2 separate regions of the Rattus norvegicus genome follow, and region 2 is linked to region 1. A link is a contact called in public Hi-C data. All regions are on one chromosome and are shown on one strand. The core of a region is the stretch at or near the end of the contact, and the rest is flanking DNA. Distances in the headings are between cores, read along the strand shown. Region 1 has its middle 41 kb from the start of Vangl1. Region 2 holds the start of Ngf (nerve growth factor).

The links. Hi-C and Micro-C count contacts between places; a contact is called where the count stands out from the background.
Region 2: a contact with region 1 is called in a Hi-C map of Schwann cells, with 6 times the contacts expected there. The contact joins the promoter of Ngf here to the enhancer-like site in region 1. A contact is called at or near these places in 5 of 12 Hi-C or Micro-C datasets (the A7r5 cell line, the Rat2 cell line, Schwann cells and 2 more).

What each region holds. Positions count from the first base shown.
Region 1 is chr2:192,363,331-192,370,799 of GRCr8, reverse strand. No RefSeq gene overlaps it. Among named protein-coding and RNA genes, the nearest start is that of Vangl1, 41 kb to the right of the region's middle. Within about 2 kb of position 4,944, at least 7 of the 93 cell types and tissues checked have an H3K27ac peak or open chromatin away from gene starts, as enhancers often do.
Region 2 is chr2:192,585,984-192,593,452 of GRCr8, reverse strand. It overlaps Ngf (nerve growth factor), which reads right to left and starts at 3,873. Exons shown (of 3, transcript NM_001277055.1): 1 at 3,841-3,873.

The sequences.
Region 1 (7,469 bases), core at 3,695-6,194:
GTAATTTATCAATAAGAAAGAGAATCATTCTTAGTACACCCCTTAGTACCCAACTATTCCTTCTTTTGAGCCCCACAGAAGGGAGTCTCAAACAATATTGGGACTCCTGCCTACTTCTACCCATCCAGCCCACCGTATTCGATGGCTTCACTCCTAATAAAGTTCTTTGTTTCTACACCCACATGGGAGCCCTTATTTTCAAATCTGTGGGTGATAGGACAAATCTATAAACAGCCAGTCCAGATCTAGATTGTCAGTAACAACTCTCCTCCCAAAGGGAGAACACAGATCCTCATTACTTTGTACACTAATGCGTATCACTCAAAAGCAACATTAAATCAGTACAAAAGACATCACCAATAAGAGCTTGTGAGGCCGAGCTGGCGTGGAACCCCAATCCCTTACAGCTGGTGAGCAAGCAAATTACTTAATTTTTCTTCCTTTGGGGTGAGAAAAAAAAATCCAGTATCCGAATTCTAGCGGGGCTGTTAGGATTGAATGCATTTGAAACTGGAGCCCAGTTACTGGCACAAAGTAAGTGTGGCTATTGTGTTATTATTCCCACTTCCTCCCTCAGGATTTTCCCTCTGTTACATTTAACAGATCGAGAAGAGGGCTGACCTAATTGCTCACCCTTAACACATTTTTAATCCTCAGCGTCTGCTTCTACTTGCCAAGGCGTTTTTGCCCCTGGAGGTCAGGGCCTGGGATTTGTAATCTTTCCTGAGCTGGGTGTGGATTTCTGGGACTCGGAGACTTTGGCTGCCCCAGGTGACTGTACCCAGCTGGAGAAGTCTCTGCAGTGTCCCCCTGCAATGTGTGTTTTGGCTGCTGAACCTGGAAAGGTTGCACTGAGCTTTGCACTACCCTGGCCCCCCCAGGAGTCCTGCAGGATGGACAGTGGCCTTGGCCCCTTGTGTGAGAGAAGAGATGGCCCACCCACCTAGAGGAAGCAGAGGGGACGGGGGTGGGCAGCCATAGATCTCCTAGTCCAGAATCACTGAGGACGTCTAAGTTAGGGCTATCCCTTAGAGAGGAAGGGTGGGGTGGGAGGGGCTGTAGGCCGGAAGTCTCCTTGTGCCCAGGGTGATTTTATCTTAGGTAGGTGTGACCTGACAGCGGGAAAAACTCCAATGGATTCCTGTCTCTTGATGGTTCAGCCTCATTTTAGAGAAGGATAAAGGCTTACTGGGATCATTAGAAAGACACATTGTAAACATTCCGCCTAATGCTTTTAACACGCGCAGGAGTGTGACTGAATACTTGCCTTGGTGTTGGAGGGTGCACAGCGCTCCTGCTCCAGGCTCTCGGGCAGTGGAGGCTGAGCCCACATGCTTCACTTTCTTCTGAGATTCCCACAGACATTCTGTGCTAGTAGGGAATCTGTGTGTGTGTGTGTGTGTGTGTGTGTGTGTGTGTGTGTGTGTGTGTGTGTGTGTGTGGTCCAGCAACTGTGGACAACAGCAGAAGTGCAGCGGCTGTGGAAGCCCATGCTTCGGCTGCCCCTGTAAGATAGAATATCTGATCTCCTGCTCTGGGAGTGGGGAGACTGGAGGGCAGGGCACTTCCTCACCAGCCCTGCCAGCCTTGGAGTCACATCAGTCCTCACCGATGTGCAAAGGCAAATGGTTTGTTTTGGTTTTGTTTTTGTTTTTGCTTTGACCCTAAAACCACAGCCAAGCGACCCCACTGCAAGGAGGCTCTGTGCATCAAGAGGATTGCCATGCCCCATCTCCCCTAAATGATATATTTGATAGGCCCTGGGAAAAGGATGGGCTGCGGTGACCAGTGGGACAGACAGAGCAATAAAGAAACAATGTCATGGCTTTGAGGCTCCCTGTCTCTGGAATAGCGGAAGTGAGGCCCCCACAGTATTAAGCTTGAAGAGCAAGGACAGAGGTCCGGTCTCCTTGCTTCCTGGACTGTCTTCTTGCAGGTTGCAGAGCCAGGCAGAGGAAGAGAAAAGACTTGGAGAGAGGAGAAGATGGGGAGGGGGGCAGGGGGGATAAGAATTGACTGCTTTTCCTTCACTATAAGACGTTGTTATCCCTGGGTCAAAAATAACCAAATATTAGCAATTTCAACCCGATATGTGCTGCCACACTCTCTTGGAGCCTGTACACGCACTGAAGACACGAGTTGTAACTCCCATCACACTCTCTTGGAGTCCAACAAACACCAGAGACGCAAGTTGTAACCCCCATTAAGGCACCTAACCTAAGTGTCTGTGGTGGGCTCTGATCCCTGTGGCTCTTAAGTCTCAATGCTTGCCCCACGTCATGATGGTAATATGTGAAGTCCTGAAAGTGTGTTGCTTGTGGTCCCCACATCCTGGGCTGGTCATTCTTTGTTCTTCCACTGTGGTGGACTAAGAAGTGCCTGGGGCATTGTGAGTCACTCCCATGGGTGTGTCTCTGAGGGATTTCCCAAAGAGGATTAACCTCCCCTGAGAGTGAGTGACAACACCACTGACTAAAACAGGAGGGCGAGGAGCCAACCGAAGACACCCATTGCTCCTTGCTTCCCAACTGAGGACCCTGCACAGCCTTTCTCAACGTGATGGACTGGATCCCCTCAAACCATGAGCCAAAATAAACTGTGCCTCTTTAAAGTTGCTTCTTTTAAGGTATTTGGAAACGAGCCCGTCACCTCTGATCAATACATCCAACAGTCTTGTCTGGTTTGGGGGATTTGGGGTTTTTTGTTTGTTGGTTGGTTGATTGGTTGGTTTGTATTACTTTTTTTTAATTTTATTTTATTTTATTTTCTGCCCAGCTCTGACTGAAGCTCATCAGGGGTCTACCCTGCTCTCTGGTTTTCCAGAGGCTCCAGGTGAGACAGCAGAAAGCAGGCATGGTCAGAAGACGTGAGAGGAAGCCATGGGAAAAGGGCTTACTGCCCTGCTTCTGGCCAGGCCCCATGCTCTCTTACAGCTGTGGCCTTCCCAACACACACACCGGCTGTTCCCCTCACCTCACCTTTGTTCTGGAGACTCTGCTATAATATGGATATGGTTGGAGAGTGTCCTCTAAATGTCTATGTGCTAGAAGCTTGGACCTGGTGTGCTAATAGTGAGAGGCGGGGGAATCTTTATGACGTACTAACCACAGGGATTAAGGCTGGAGTGGAGGAGTAGATTCAGTCTCATCAGAGTGTTATAAAGCACGTTCGCAGCATCCCCTCCCCACACTGTGATCAGTCCTTCCGAACACTTCTGCCATAAGGCAATGGTGTAACCAGAAGGCCCCCCTCAGATGCAGAGATGCTGGCACTAATGTCTTGGATCTCCAAAACTGTGTGATGGAGAAACCTCTCTCTATAATAAAGTACCCACCCTCTGGTATTTTGCTATGACAACAGAAAGTGGATCAAGGCTGACAGTAATTGTTTCTTCTGTTATTAACATCACCATGAATCATTACCTATTGGTTTCTCTGATCTTGTCCACTCTCTATCCTTTATGATCCGATGCAACTCAACCTAGGTAACCCTTGTCTCTCATGGGGTTCATGCTCCCTACACTGCCCAGCTTGCTCTTTCCTCAGTTTGAGATACCCTGGTCTTCTTCACTCCCAGCCCCTTCCATCAATTCTCTGACGTGAGGAGTTCCAGAAAGCTTTTCTTCCAGGAATAATGTCAGCAGTACAGACATTAAGCCAAAAGTGAGAGTTATCGATGCTGGGCTAAAGGGTAAGATTTGAAGAGCAGTGCATTAAGACTTAAGGGCTGGGGCTAGAGAAAGGACTCGGCAGGTAAGGAAGCTTTGCACTTGCGTGGGACCTGAGCTCTGCTCTCAGCACCCACATGGCAACTCCCAACTGTCTAAAACTCTAGTTCCAGAGGATCTGACCCCTTCTTCTGGCTTCTTGGGGAACTGAACATGCATGGCGTGTATACATACATGCAAGAAAAGCACTCATGTGCACAGAGTTTAAAAATATCTAATCTTTAAAAATACAATAACCGAAAACATACACCAAAGGGGGTGGGGTGGAGATGACAGAGACACGGGTGGGTGAAAGTGAAAGCTGCAGAAATGCCTTGAGTGTAAAACTCGGACCCTGAGGGTGAAGGTAGAGTACAGAGATGTGTGGTTCCTGCCTCTACAAGAAGCAAGGGAGAATGCATGGACCTGGATACAGGGAATAATAGGAACCCAGATGCTGGAGCCTGGATGCTGGGGCCCAGTGCGGCACCAGCAATTCTCCTAGGAAAGGAAGAAGGATGGCGTGTATTGGTTGCTTTTTGTTGCTGAGATAAAACATCACGACTAAGAGCAACTTACGGAAGAAAGAGTTTATTTGGTCTCAGGGACCACAGAGAGAGTCCATATTGGTAGGATGGGCATGTCAGCAGCCGGCTGGAGCAGGAAGCTGAGACATCACATCTTACCTGCAAACATGAAGCAGAGTGAACGGGAAATAGGGCAAGGCTAAAAACTCTCAAAACAGCCTCCAGCAGGGCTCCCCTGACCTAAACCTCCTCCAATCTGCACCACTAACTGGGGACCAAGTGGGCCAATGGAGGGACATAGCTCATTCAAACCACATAGAGGGGCTGCTTCTGGAGAAGAGTAAACAGGGAGGGATACCTGGCTCTGTGGGGATGGGGCATCAATGTACTTGTGTCTGGCTCTGTTGGAGAGAAGTGAACACTGACCAGGAGGAACTGTGGTTTGGAAGGGAGTAGTCCTCTGGGTTCCCCACAGCTCTGCCTCTGACTAAGTCTTCAGTGTTTCGTAGGACTCTTCCCACAACTGCCAGCTGGACTAAAGAGTGGTTCCACATGGTCACTCAGAAGAGAATATTCCTCACCTGCCTGTGCCAATAGCCTTAGCCTCTTCCAGGGAGGCTTTTCACAGCAGACTGATGGCAGGGTGACTAAACGCTGGGCTTAGCTCGGTCTTTCCCTACTAAGAGAAGCAGGCAGAGACTCCCTAAGGCTGAGGAAGCAGACAGCTAATTCTAGCCTGTGCTTATGGTGCCATCTGGTGTAAAAGCCATGCCACTGCTTGGCCTGATGGCTGTCACAGAAACATCAATGTGTGTGTGTGTGTGTGTGTGTGTGTGTGTGTGTGTGTGTGTGTGTGTGAAGACTGCCTGAGATGCTTGCTAGAATGAGCTGAGCTTCGGATCAGGGCTTTTAACTGCATGATGTGGAATCTAAGTGTGTGGTTCTTCAAACATACAAGTGCTAAGGATCAAACCTAGGGCCTTGTGCACACTCATCAAGTGCTGTTCCATTGAACCACACAAAGCTCCGATGTGTTTTTCTAGAAAATATCTCAGGTCTCAGGATCATATGACAAGGACCACAAATGAAGGATTACCTCTCCTAAATGAACTGTTCTGATACACGTCACAAAATTCAGCTGATTTTGAGACACATGGTGACTGTTTCTACATCTGTATCTTTAGGGGGGAAAAATTCTCCTGAATTTGAGCTGAAATGATTAGACTCCAGAAATCCATGCACAAATTAACATAGCCATTTCTGAATTTTTAATCTCAGGATCTCAGCCCTAATGCCTACAGAAGCCTTGTACTGACTAGGGTTCTCTAAAATGAACCAAATCAATGTCATAGGCATAGGAATAGATTTGCTACAAAGCTATGGCTCACTAATATGGAGAGACTGATGGACTAAAGCCACGGTCAATGTGCTCACATCAGGCTCAGTGCTAGAAACACAGGCAACTGTGCCAGAGATGGGATGGGAGCACGAGGATGAGTGCTCCGAGTGCCTGGTGCTCTGTGGGAGGACTAACACTAGTGGTGAAAATTTCTTTCTAATGGTTTGGTTTTTTTCAAGACAAGGTTTCTCTGTATAGCATTGGCTGTCCAGGAATTTGCTCTGTAGAGAGACTGGCCTCAAACTCAGAGATCCACTTTCCTTTGCCTCATGGGTGCTGGGAATAAAGGCATGTACCACCACTATCAGGCTCCTTTCTGATGTTTTTATTAGTACGTATTAATCATAAAGAAGAGTGGGTGAAGTGACATGGTCATACTGGTCTATTGTGTTTCTTCTATCACAGTCACCCAAATCCCCATTGACCTCATTCATTCTTTTCCAGCTCCCCTAGTCTCTCTCTTCATTCTGTCCAGCCCACTTCTGCTTTCCTATTTTAATACTGGGGACACATTGTGCCATGGCATGATTGTGGAGGTCAGAGGACAACCACAGGTCACTCCTTGCCCTTCAACTTGTTTGTAAGGAATCCCTCAGCCTAGCTCCAAGCTTTGGGGGCACTATCCTGTCTCTCCATCTCCCACCTTGCCATAGGAGTGCTGGGTCACATGTGTGTACCACTGTGTCCAGCTTCTCTACCTCCAAACCTCTGGTGGCGGGGTTTGTACACAGACCACTGAACCATCTCCAACACCGTTCCCTTCCCCCTTTTACTTTGGTGTTTGGGTGTCCGTGTCTGTATCTGTGTCCGTGACTGGGAGGGGGTGGGCAGGGAAAGAGGAGGAGGGAGGGAGAGAGAGAGAAAACCCTGAGCTTCTAGGGTTGTTTGCAGGAGCATGAGTAAACTATTAAATGAGGAAAAACTCTGAACAACTTTGACACTAGCAAGGTGGGAAAATACAGCAAGATGGTGTTTAACACAAAGGAGGACAAGAAAGAAGGAAAATAATAGAAAAGAAAATACACAGTAGGGGGCTAGAGATGTGGCTCAGTGGTTAAGAGCATGGACTGCTCTTCCAGAGGTCCTGAGTTCAAATCCCAGCAACTACATGGTGGCTCACAACCATCTGTAATGAGGGCTGAGGCCCTCTTCTGGTGTGTCTGAAGACAGCTACAGTGCACTCATATATAATAAATAAATAAATCTAAAAAAAAAGAAAGAAAAGAAAATACACAGTAACAGTAATGATGATGCCTGTAATGCCTTTAAAGCTCTCATTATAAGGCCAGGAACGTCAGACTAGTCTTGACTGCTTGTTTGTTGGTTTATTTGTTCTTATTCATGTAGGTGTCTTTTCAAAAACAGGTAAGCACTAAGGAAATAGTGAATGAAAAAGCAGGAAAAGAGTATTCCAGACAAGCCTGGAGACCCAAGTTCGATTCTTAGAACCCACATAAAGGTGAAAAGAGAGAACCAGCTCCACAAAGTTGCCCTGTGCCCTCCACATGTGCACTGTGGCATGTGCTCACACCCCTGACCCTCACATACACATCATACACACACACACACACACACACACACACACTGATAACACTAAATTCTATTTTAAAATACTCCAGACAAATGTTCAACAACTGGAAGTGTGTAATGATATATTAAAATCATCAAAATAGACTTTAAGGCCCATGGAGTTGTTCGAGCTAAAGAGACTCCTTATGAAGATGAAAGATCTCTTCTACCTGGAAAATCAGCATTTCTAGGTTTTCATGTTCCTAGCAGATCCTATGTAAAACAAATTAACCGACAGAGAAACAGTCACCAGTCTTCATTTTATCAC
Region 2 (7,469 bases), core at 2,624-5,123, 220 kb before region 1:
TATTATTTTTAGTCCACTTTTTTTTTTTTGTGCCATGATGAAGCCTTGGTGAGGATAATATGAGCTCTTCCATTTAGGAATGGTCACTGGTGCCTCAGGCAGCATGGCTGGTTTATTCTTTCAAATGCCTAGTTGTATTAATTTGATATCAACATGTGCTCATGCTGAATCAAGTGTTGTCGGTGCCAGGGGTGAAGGGATGAGGCTTCCTGCTTTAGGGAGGGCACCTCCTATTGCCAAAGATAATCCCTTCAACAAGTAAGAGGAGGATTTTCCTGGGAACTCCCCAGCAGTCAGTCAGTCTGCCTGTGCTTTCAACAGCATATGGCTGAGGAAGAAGTTGCCACGTTCTGCTCCCCTCTCTCCCTCCTCCACTCTTTCTGCTCTTCTTTTCCTGCGAGTCATTTGCAATGAAATTCCAGTCATGGAAGACAGAGGGTGACACCTGGCAGGATCACAGCACTGAGGTTCCCTTGATGGAAACACTGAGTCTGCTATGCTGATGCTCTTAGGACAAAGACTAGAGCTCCTAAGGTCCCAGCTCTATGGCTGTATCACAGATGACGCAACAGAACGAAGAATGACCTTTATTGATGGTTGCCGAGCGAATTCTTAACTGGAAGAACCATTTACGCACGGAGCCAACCTCAGTTGCCACCTTGACCTCCGACATTTAGTAGGTAAGGCTGGGACACTGGACTTCCTGTGTGACTAGAGTGGTCCCACGTAACCAAGAATTGCCCTGATGTGTCGATGGCTCCATTCACAAATGCTACCATGCAATACACTACTCGGATTCCAGGAGGTTAATGACTAGTTCCCAGCCACAGACTGATGCTGTTCCTTTCTTAGAACTGAGAAACCACCATCGGAAGATTACTCAAAATACAGGAGAAAGTAACTAAGAGGTAGTCTCCACTTTTCTATTTGATTCTCCCTCTGTCACACTCCAAGGCCAGTGGGTCTACAGAGATTCCTCAAACATGTTATAGAGTTCATAGAGGAGCAAAGAAAACATGACCTCAAGCAGTGCCTTCTGTGATGGGATCTCACTTTTCTAGTCCTATCTAAACTTTGTGACTGAAGGTCAAATAGGAGCATCTCCATGTTATGCACACCTGCAGGAGAGCCAGTGATCCCAAAGCCTCAGTTTCCCTATTTTGTAAATGGTCTCAGGGTCACCTTAGTCTCACTATTTAGAATCAGGAATCACAGCCATAGCCCCACTGTCAAGATGCAAACATCCCAGGAAAGGGTTAGGAAGGGTCCTTCTTTCCTCTTTATTTATCTGACTGACGTCACTCTGACACAACACTAATTCCCTCAGAGTTAATCTTAGAACTGGCTAAGCTTGAGAGCAACAGTACACAAGGTCAGACATGCCAGTCAAATGGAGAAAAGAGACGCTTTCTGAACACATGGGTCCTTTGCCCCTCAGACAACCAGAGCCTTTGTATACATCCTCAGCAAACCTACTTCCTGACACTGGGAGGCCTGCTCAGCTACTGAGGTGTCTGGAAGTTCTTGTTAGGAGAAGGCAAATGGCCAGCTCTCTGCTCAGTCTGTTCCTGCTGTGTGGGGTCTAGGCACAGCTTGGTGGCATGCCTAGGCTGTGTTTTCTGCAGTTCTGAGGCCCTGTGCTCCACAAGTGAGCAGCTGTCATGCACAGCACTCATTTAGAAGTGTGTGATTTTCTCATCAGCTGAATCTCAGTAACGATGAGAAACTTCCCTGGGGCTCCAGCCCTGCCCTGCCCTGCCCTAGTCTCCAGGCTGATGTTGGCAGCTGGGGCCCCCTTTCTGGTCCCAGCACAGAATTCTCCCTGGAGGAGAATGAAGTGTGGTGCCTCATCCGTTCCTCCCACTGCCCTCAGGGGGCGGGGGCTGTAAGGTAGCTGAGAGGGGAAAGTGAGAGCCCATTCCTTGCTAAAGTTTAAAAGGAAAGAATTCAGAGCCACCAGCATCGGGATGGCTGTCCTAAAGAAACTCAGTTCTCCAAACTTTCTCATAGGCCTGGGCTGCTTCAGGTGGCTATCCAGGCATGACAGTGATTTTGGCTGACTGTAAAACCTTCTGAGTCACTGCTACAGTCTGTCAAAGCATGTGCCTCATGCCACAGACCCTGACCTCCTATACATGGCACCCTTAACGTTTTCTCTTGATGAGGGAGAGTACAGAGATGGGACAATAACCCCATCCTCCTTCAACAACCCAGCACAAGGACAGTCAAGTCTTCTGCATGTCAGTACCAGACCATGCTGGCCTCATCCCCCAGACCATGCTTTCCTCCAGCTGCTTGTCCCCTGTCAACCTCTGGGAATACCATCTATGATGACTTAGTATTCAGGTTGCCAGGCTGACACATGGCTTACTCAACAGATGAAAACAATCCGACCGAATGTGGCCCGCGACTCTGCAGAGAGGGAAAGTTTCATTGGGTAGGGAACTGTAACACTGGTCAAGAAGGGTGGTAGGGGCTGACCGTACTGCCCTCTGTACTGCTGGGAGAAGGAGAGACAGCCATTCTCATCAGTTATAACTGACAGTTTCAGGAGTTCGAGACCCTGAAGAGAAGTTATTGATGGGACCTCTATGGCTGGTTCTGAGCTTTCAAAGTTCAGCTGACCCTGCCTATGGGGAGAGTGGACTGGTACTGCCAGAGAGAGTACTCAGGGAGAATGGACGGCAACACATCAAGTGCCTTTTCTCCAGGGTTTCCACTGGCCTCCTGTGATAGCTGGGGCAGAGGCACCCAGGAGAGCAGTATTTTTGGTCTGCAGCTGGGAACGTGCACTGAGTTTTCCTTAATACCCACAGCACCCAAAAGACTTTGCTGTAATACACTTTAACGCATGAAACACCCATAAATTATCCTTCAAACTGCTACAACTTCCAGCCTGGAACAACTTGGAAAAACCAGCCTAACAAGCAGGCTCTTCTTAAATCTCTGAAGTAAACCTGATGAGAAAGGTCAAGCCAAAAACCACCTTCCTTATGAATCTCAGAAAGTTTTAGAAAAGCAAGAGCATTGTAATCAAACGGGGCTAACTAAGCCCTATGTTTATGTTGGCTTCAAGTTGCAACACCCTGACCCCAGAGTCCTCTCTCCCTTCCCTTCAGCTTCTCTGCCTGAACCCAAGAGCGCCCGCTGCCCTTCCCAGTCCCGGGTGCCAGCCTCTGCCACACCTGGCAGCAGACAGCTGAATGTACTGGCTGACCCAAGCAGTAAGGCTATACGTTGAGATGCCCAGCAGGCCCCACCGAGGGCCTCTGTGCTCGTCACTTGGAACCCAACCTTCCAGAATCAACCCTTGGCACCCACTCTGGGCCCTGCTACAAACACTGAGCCCAGTGTGACCGCGGCGACTGGTCCTCTTACCTAGGGGCAGCGTGGCACTCTCGGGACTCTGAGCACTCCCCAGCCGACGTGCTGTGCACTCGCCCTCCACCGCGCGGGCTACTGCTCCGCCACCCTAGCGCGCTCGCAGCGCGCGCGCATCCCTCACTCCAGGCTCTCTTGAGCGCTGTCCCCTTCTAGCCCGAGAGCTCAGGCTGGGCAGTGCAGCTTCTGCAGGCGCCAGTGTTGACTTTGGGACTCCTGGTCATCCTGGGACAGGGAATTTCACGACCAGAGAGACCCTCACTCCCTTTTCCTCCCTTGCGTGCCCGCGATCTCGTGTTCCTTCATCTACTCGGGACACTTCTTTCAAGGGTGCGTTTCGACCTACAAAAATCTCGCCAGACAGAGAACCAAGCACACCGTCCCTGGGAGCCCAGCAACCCCAGTCCGCCGCACCGCGCTGCACCCTTATGGGGCTCGGCTCAGAGCAGCCTGACTCACCGATGCGCTCCCCTTCGGCTCCAGGCGCTCTCTGCCGCGCTGGAGCACAGAGCTTCTTTAACAGGCTTCCTGGATGTATTTAGCCCCTCCTCCAGGCTCGAGTCACACCCTCTTCAAATCCTGCCCCCCACCCACCCGACCCCTCCCTCTCTGGTCAATCCTCATCCCAGCCGGGCACCTGCTGTGACTGGACCCAGGGGGTCCGGGTTGTAGGGGTCCTGGGACACGGGATGGATAGCTCCAGGAGAGCCTGTGGAACCTAGCCAGGAAAAGCTAATCAGAGAAGAACTCAAAACCCCAGGTTTAGATGGAAATACATGTGGTGGGGGGTGGGGGGTCCCAGATCTAGAGAGGACTTCTAGGGCAGCAGGCAAGGTAGCTGGCTCCAGATACCAATGGACAGACTGGCCAAGCAGGAGTTGATTGGCTGTGTCCCTTTACCTCCTGCCCTGTCTTACTGCCTTGCTAGCTTCCTAGGGGTGACTTATTCTCCTTTGGTGGCCAGGACATCAGGTGTTACTATCCCTGTAAATCTGAGAGCTGAAGGAACACACCCAGGAAGCTCCTGGATTGGCCAGTGCCAGGGGTTGCTCTGAAACCAGGCAAAGGCAAAATTAACTAAAATGTCCAGACAGTGGATCTGCCTGGGATCTAAGGAACAGGGTCTTTGGTGTCCAGAGTACCCCCAACTCCCACTCCTGCCGCCAGTCTTAAGGCTTGGGACTGCAGGAGCCTCCCAGGAGATCCGGCCCCTTGGATGTTGAAGATGGAGCTGTGTCTGTGTGCCCTTCCTACATTTGTCAGGATCTGGAGTCCCAGGGTTTCTGTCAGTTTTTAAGTCACACCCAGTAGAAGGCCAAGCCTTCTGTCCCACCATAGGCTGCTCCTCAATTCCCTTTCATCCCTTTTGTCTACTTACTTACTTGCTGTGGGGTCCCCAGCTGGACCTCCAGAATTTCTTGGACCTGATAGATTCAGGAGCGGATGGGGCCATTGCCTGTTTCCCTAGGGTGTTTCCACCTCAGCCTCAAACCAACAAGGCAGAAATAAAACTCAAGGCAGATTTTTCACCAAATGTACAGGAACAATTGTAATCAAGTTCTATGGACTTTTGACACACACACACACACACACACGCACACACACACCCCTGTGTAAAATGATTTTCTTCCTTTGGAATGACATGTTATATGCCCCACCCCTACCCCGGTGAATGCCACAGGAAGGAATGGATACAGGAGAGTGAGTGACAGAGGGAGGGTGAGGTACTAAGTCTCCCTACTGCCGGTGACACCAGTAGTACAGGCAAGATCATGTTCCCTGAAGTTGGGATGGAGTGAGGCCCAGGTGTCCTTTTTCCCTATTGAAGGTCACTGGGGAAGGAGAGGATCTATTGATGTATTTGCAGCCCTCTGGATTTCATCTTCTCTCTGACTTTGACTTTGTCCCCATGCCTACCATCATTCCATTTCCAGGCACTCTGAGGAGGATGAAGGAAGAAAAAAGTGAGGTTTTTTTTTTTTTTGTTGTTGTTGTTGTTGTTTTGTTTTGTTTTGTTTTGTTTTGTTTGCTACATGCTCTGTGTGTCCAGACCTGGGCTGGTAGATAAGCACATTTCAGGAGGGAAGGTGAGAGGCCGGGGCACCAGAATGGCGGAAAGCAGACCATCATCCCCATGATGGTCTATCAGAAAACTCATCATTGTTAATTAAACAATGAACAGTTGCCAGACAACATGATAAATTTCTCCATTAACCATTTCACCCATAAGACTGTATTTTGTGTTTAAGCACAAGTCCAAATAGTAGCTGCCTATGCACTGGGGGTAGACTACAAACTACAGAAGCAGAGCGTTCGGATGTGTCCTCGTGGCATCACCTCGAAGGACAGAAGATTCCTGTCGCTTGTGGTTCTTTTCAAAAGAATTTTTAAAAAAGTGAGTAAAATCTAAGCCCAGCTGTCCTGCCCCCAAATTGTTGATTATATTCTCACGGCTTAGTAGGAGTTCTTTGCTAGCTCTAACTAGATCTGTTTCTGTCCCTGAATTTAAAGGGTCGTGAGCAAGGAAGAATAGGTAAACAGCACTCACTGTTTACTGAGTGTACTCTGTGCCATGTCCTGGGAGATGGCTGTCACCTGCTGCCACCGTTTTTCCCAGGATGGCTTGATTCTTAGTCTCTCCAGGACCCGGCACAGGGACCTGTCATGGTGGTAGCCACTTCTGCGTGTCAAATAATCCATCCATCCTGGGTTGGTTTCCGTAAGGGTCAGCCTGGCTTCCGGTGACTGCAGTCAGGTGCCTGCCTACTCTTTTTGCTTTTCCCCTTTCAAGGACTCCAATGGAGATGTCCTCCTGGGTCACTGAGCAAAGGACGGTAAGGCCTGGCTCAGTTACATTTATAGGAATGAAAACCAGCTGAGAGGGCAGTGGCCAGGAGGCTCGGTGCCGACAAGCAGAGAATAAGAATGTTTTGATGTACTAGATTTTCTCGAAAGAGCTTTTTATCCAGGGCATCAAAATAACCAGCAGCTGATGCATGTGCTGACTTGGAGCCGCAGGACAGCTTGTGGTGTGTATAGTAATTGTTGTTATTTCTGAGGACGCAGAAGCCTGCAGCCATTGAGAGCCTCATCAACAGCAGCACAGCAGCACCGACCTCCTGGCCTGCCTCTGCCGCACTCCTTCCTCCAGGTGTTCTGGCCTAATTTCTAGACACCAGTCATGTCTTCATCGCTGACTGCTCAGACACACTCTCTCGGTCAGCAGCGTCTATCAAATGCACAGTGCTCCATAGTTTCTTGTTTTAGTCACTTTCAGGGACACCAGCAAGGACTACTTCATCTCAGCTCTGGCCCTCAACCCCACCCCCACTCACACTTCTTCTTGCTTTTCCCTTTTCTCTCTCTCTCTCTCTCTCTCTCTCTCTCTTTCTCTCTTTACTTCTCTCTTTACTTCTCTCTTTCTCTCTTTATTTCTCTCTTTATTTCTCTCTTTCTCTCTTTCTTACTTTCTCTCTCTCTTTCTTCCTCCCTCCCTCCCTCCCTTTCTCCTCCTCCTCCTCCTCCTCCTTCTCCTCCTCCTCCTCCTCCTCCTCCTCCTCCTCCTCCTTCTATTGTTTAATTTGATTCTTTAAAAAAAAAAAGATACGGTCTCCTGTCACCCAGGCTGTGGCCCCTCCCCATTCACCATATAGCTGAGGATGACTTTAAATTTCTGCTCCTCCTGCCTCCACCTCCCTGTGCGCTTGCAGGTCTGTGCACCACACCCAGTTTATTCAATTCTGGAGATCAAATGCTCCAGGGCCTCATGACTCTTCTGGTCCTTCATTCCCTGCAGTCTCATGAGAGTCTCCTGAGCTGGGAACATAGCAGTTCCACTCTTGTCCTGTGGAGGCAGTGTGGCTCAGAAAAGCAATCACCTTGAGAACCCGGAAGCTTTGGCCCATTGATGTGACCTTGGGAGAAAGAACTAACCCGTTAGGGCCATAATAGTTATAATCACTATAAAACTATAATTATATTGATTAAATATATTAAATAAATAATTTCGAGCACCTGTTCTGCCCAGTCCCATTGAGGACACTGAGGATTTGGCTGGAAATAAAGTTGCCTCTGGACGCACAGGATTT